Regions from separate parts of the Gossypium hirsutum genome. Here region 1 is linked to region 2. Evidence: chromatin contacts called from public Hi-C data. All regions are on one chromosome and are shown on one strand. Each heading gives the region's core, a stretch centred on a gene start, on an enhancer-like site or on the middle of the called end of the contact. The rest is flanking DNA. Distances are from core to core; before and after follow the strand shown. Region 1 holds the start of LOC107909556 (vacuolar-sorting protein BRO1). Region 2 has its middle 19 kb from the start of LOC107909562.

Region 1 (2,700 bases), core at 25-2,524, 170 kb after region 2:
CATCCTATACTTTATAGAAATTGAGAAATTAGTCTTTTACTTTAATTTGATAGAATTTAGTCCTTTTATTTTACAAAAGTTAATAAATTAATCCAGTTGTTGGCATACACATAAACTTGAATTGTTGATTTTTGTTAATTTGTTTATAAATGGTTGAGCTATTAATTTTAATAAGTCTTTATAGGGGAGGGATTCACTTACATCGATGTAAAACTAGAGTAGTTTTATACACTCTAATAACTTTTTTTGGACGATTAATATTTTAATAATCTATCCGTCATATATCATATTCCATTCATATAGATAAAGCATGGCAAGTTTAGGGCAAATTAAAAATTTCTATCTATCTTTTAATATAAATTTTTTTAATCATTACATATATGTTAATATAGATAATATTTTAGATTGATATGATAGAGATATCAGATTAATTCAAAAATTTACATGCATTATAAGTAAAAATATTTTAATAAATTCAATGGCTAGATTGTTAAAATATTAATAATAAAAAATTATTAATTTTAGTTTTACTTCATGTAAGTGGATCTCTCTCCCTTATATATAAATAGTAGAACAGCTAATTTTTGAGTAAAAGATTTAAATTGAAAGTTCAAGAGTGTTATCTAATTGAACTAAATTCTTAATTTTCATAAAAATAGAAGGACCAAATTGATTACTACATAATTAGATTTACATTATTTTTTATGGTTTTATGTAGACTTGATCATGGACCAGGACACTCGTCCAGGCTCGAAGGTCAGTCCAAAAAGTGGAAGAGTTTGAGAAAAAATATAGGCTCAAAAAATAGACTTTAACAAAAAATAAGACTTGTTTTCTAAACGGGTCGGGCTTTGAGTAGGACTTTTTTGGCCCGGGCCCGGCCTGAATCAATTGTTTTCTTACTGTTTTGCAACCATTTTATTATTATATTGTTACTATTTTATTGTTATTGTTTGGATATTGTATAACTCTTATTTTATGGTTAATTTTGTTACTATTTTAAAAGCATTTGCTTGCTAAATTGCAATTAAGTTAGAGTTATTTAAGTATAAATCTTTTTTAATGTATTTTAATTTGTTAGGAAACATCTATTTTAATATATTATATTTTTAAAATTTATTTTTATATAAAAATAATCTTAAAAAATTAATATGAATAATATTTTTAATATGGGTTGAGTTTGATAGAATTTAGACCCATTCTAGAAAATGGGTTTACAATTTTGCAACCCATCCGACCTATAATCAAATATAATTCTATGGATCTAACTGGTTAAACCCATTTCAAGAAGTTTTACCGGTTTTTAAAACAGAAACCATACCGGTTCAAGCGCGTGGGACCTCGAAGACCTGCAAATCTATTTGTTCTCCTCGAAATTTCCTTCCTTTGCCAATAAGAAAACTCTCCCCCCCCCCTCCTTTTGTTTTCCCATTTTGTTTTTCTTCTCATCGTCAATTCCACTCCTGATTAAACCCTGTTTCCGTTCACCTAAAATTCGATCTCCACCAACATCGCCGTCGCCATCGCCATCGCTATGGCCGCCGCGTCCTCGTCCTCGGCGACAGTCACCAACATCATGCTAGCAATCTATGAGAAAAAAACCAATTCCATCGACCTCTACCGCCCTCTCCGCCAATACATATGCTTCACATACTCCGAACGCGAAGCCGTCAACCTCGAAGATGACCTTTCCACCGTCAAAACCCTCCGCTCTGACATCGAACGCGTTCCCGACCCAGCCCCAACAACCCGACGCGACCTCCTCATCTCTTACTTCAAAGCCCTATGCCTAATTGAAACCCGTTTCCCAATTTCCCCCGATAGAGATCACATCAATTCAATCCAATTCACTTGGTTTGACGCATTTAAGCAGAAGCAAAAAGCGGTTCAACAGAACATCCATTTAGAAAAAGCCGCCATTTTGTTTAATCTCGGGGCGGTTTATAGTCAGATTGGCTTGTCTTACGATAGGGCTACGGTGGAAGGGAGGAGACAAGCGTCTCATGCGTTTATCGCGGCGGCTGGGTCGTTTGCCTTCCTCAGAGATAATGCGTCGACAAAGGCGTCCATGGGGAACAGTACGACCGTCGATTTGTCGGTGGAGTGTGCCGGGATGTTGGAGAGGTTGATGTTGGCTCAAGCTCAAGAGTGTGTTTTTGAAAATACCATCGCTAAAGGAAGTACTCCTGGAGTTTGCGCCAAGATTTCTAGGCAGGTTGGGTTTTTTTTTTAAATTTTATTTTTGCTTTGGACCTGATTGACAATTGGAATCTGTGTTTTTTGGGATGAATTAGTAGATTTTGTTTTGGGGAGGACTTATCAAGCACATGAGGTTAACTTTTAATTTCTAGTTTTTATGAAGAATTAAAAAAGAAATTTCATTTTTTAAGAATAAATACTTTTTACTGATTAGTTATATTAAAATAGGTGTTGCATTTTGATCGTTGGGGTTGTTTTTGATTAATAGTTATTTTTGCTGTATACTATTTCCTTTTTTCTTTTATGAAGTAAAATCAAATCCAAATGTGAATCCCATATGATTTTGTTCATTACTTCTCAATACACTAATCATTATCATTCATATGTGTAGAATCCACTTACTAATTGTGAAAGCCATACTTATGATTGGTGATTCATTATGTATTAGAAAGTAATGCACTGAGAAGTATTGGAGATTATGACTGTTGCAGTTTTATTTAT
Region 2 (2,715 bases), core at 90-2,589:
TAAAAAAATGGATAAATTAGTCCTTGTACATTATATCAAAGAGTAATCTGGTCGTTTCTGTTAAAAATTTCATCCATTTCTACTGTGTAAAAATTAGTGTGGCTAACAAAATAATCAGACGACCACGTGTACCTCATTATGACATACAAAAACTAATTTTTAATGATAGAAATGGATTAAATTTTTAGTAGAAGAATCAACTTGCTCTCTATTCTAACACACAGGGACTAATTTGTAAATATTTTCAGTAAAGAAGTTAAAATGCAATCCATCTTTTAGTGTAAAAGGCCTCTATAGTATTTTTACTCTTCTCATTTGCATTAAGTGCACCAAATGTGGCCTATTGGGTAAAAACGAGTACTAATAATGAGGGAAATGGATTGGGACCAATTACAAGCCTAAAAGATCCAAGTAAACTAAAATCAACCTAATGTGGACTTAATAAAGCCTAACGTCAAAATCCAAAACATGGATCAATTTGCATTCAGCCCAAAGCTGGAAAAATAGTTGAACTTGATCCAATCAAATGGTTGACTCCAATTCAAATAGATTTCAGGTTGGTTTAACAAATTAAGTTTTCAATTTACTAGATTCAAATTTATTCCAGTTACGTCTCTGCACAAAATCTAGTTTCTACCATCATCATCATCATTTATAGTTATTATTTAAACAAAAAAAAAAGAAAAAAAGAAACTCATTGTCGACATGCATCGAGTTATTTAAGAGTAGTTTGAGTTCAACTAAATAGATTTTATGAGATAAGATAGAAATAGCAAATGTAGAAATATCATCATTCTTAATAAGCCATTGCTTGCATCCTGCAATGGATTGGTTTAAAGTTTAATGTTCAAACACTGATAAAAGTGATGGTAAATAAATAGATTAATTTAACTTGTGATAATGGGTTTTCTAACAGAAAGAAATGAGATCTTAAAATTTGAGGAGTAGCATGAAGCACCCACGGAAGTACTCGAACTGTGTATGTTTTTAAATAATAATAAAACACACATTTTGTATTAGGCTTTATCTCATATGTGTTAGAATCCAAAATCCATTTGTAGCTTCTACTAATATATAGGTAAGACTAAGACCAAGTCTAAGACCCTTCTCTGCTTGGGATTTTCCCTGCAGACAAAACCGTCCATAACTCAAGGCTTCTTCTTTATAATAAGAACAACTTTTTCTTTGTATATTAATATAATATGCTGGAATTGAAACCCTTTTCTCAGAGCTAAGTCTCATCTTCATATATATAAATAATTGAGTAGAGCGGGTGGGTTATATTAGTATAATGTTGAGTGATTGCAAACAAACATTTCCCATGTGATGTGATGTGATGTGATGAGTTTTACTCTCTACAAACCAAACCTCTAAACTTCTGTGTTCACACACTTTGTGTTTAGATGCTATGCTATTATGGTTGAAAATGAATGTCGGGGCGGCGCCAAAGTAGGCAAAGGTTTTATTCAAAATTGAAAAATTACATCTTAATACAATATCATATATATTGCTGAAACTAAAAAAAAAAAAAACAGAAAATGTTGGAGAATGAAAGGACTTGACATGTATATATATATTGGTAACTTTTTTTTTTTTTGAAATCAGAATTTCTACTAATTTCATGAGAAAAATTAAATCCCTGATTTCATAATTAAAGGAAGAAGTGAGCAAATATATACATACTATTCAAAGTACATCAATTATCAGCTTGTGATCAAAATCAAGGGTGGGACATAGGGTAACCAAGATATACGTCAAAACAAAGAGAGAGAGAGAGAGGGGATATATATATTTATAGAATCCGAAAAATGAAAATTTCAAATTACCCCAAAAGAAAAAAGAAACAAAAACTCCAAGGTATGCTTTGTCAAGGCATGTGGAGATGTCCCCTCCCAAACTCAAGTGTCTGCAGGTGAGACGTAGCGTGGGTTGTGCTTGTGTTAGCCCACCTATGTCTCTCACTTTATTAGATTACCATTTTTATTTTTGTCTCTCTTTCACACAAGATTTTTTCTTTCACAAGGGAGATTTGTTTTTTAACAAGCATCATAGACAAGAAGAAATAGGTTACAAATAATTTTAAATTTAATGTTAATTAATTTGAATTCACATGAATTTTGTCTCTATATGAATGATTTGATTAACTCATAAAGAAGATTTGACATTTAGAAATAATTTTATCTATCATGTTGTAAGTACGAGAGTTTTGATTCAATCTTTAACAATTCCATTCTCCTCTAAAAATAAATGAGACATAATAAATTTATTATATTTTCTTGAAATTAAAAGAAAATTATTATGAAGACATTAAAGACAAAAACTCTTTATTTAAACTAAAATGGCAAATTGGCAATGCTTTTATATCCTATATGCAGACACAATCTAGACTTGTAATAATATAAGCTTTTTTGGGGGGTTAGTGTAATATAATCTAAGTTTAGGTCCATGTTAGGTTTGTAATAAAATATAGTTAACATCATAATGTGATTTGATTAATTCAATTATATAGAGAGGGGGGAAGAGAGAGAAATGGGTCACTTCATCACATGTCTTAAAAGCTAACTCCACCCAACACTTTAATATTAGGATTATATAAAAGAGAAGTAGGTAGTGTCACTTGGAATATATGGAAGGGTCTCAATTTGAGTCACATCCACATTATTTGGGATTATGTTTTAAAAGTGCTTTGAACATATCCATAAAAGGGATTTCAAC

The links. A called contact is a pair of places that touch in the nucleus more often than the background predicts.
Region 1: a Hi-C map of leaf shows a contact between it and region 2, with 2.2 times the contacts expected there. The contact joins the promoter of LOC107909556 here to the enhancer-like site in region 2. A contact is called at or near these places in 2 of 34 Hi-C or Micro-C datasets (both in leaf).

The regions. Positions count from the first base shown.
Region 1 is chrD02:63,897,816-63,900,515 of Gossypium_hirsutum_v2.1, forward strand. It overlaps LOC107909556 (vacuolar-sorting protein BRO1), which reads left to right and starts at 1,275. Exons shown (of 8, transcript XM_016837137.2): 1 at 1,275-2,215. The coding sequence starts at 1,535.
Region 2 is chrD02:63,722,917-63,725,631 of Gossypium_hirsutum_v2.1, forward strand. No RefSeq gene overlaps it. Among protein-coding and RNA genes, the nearest start is that of LOC107909562, 19 kb to the left of the region's middle. Within about 2 kb of position 1,340, at least 3 of the 9 cell types and tissues checked have an H3K27ac peak or open chromatin away from gene starts, as enhancers often do. A contact at or near this core is called in leaf, where this site is marked.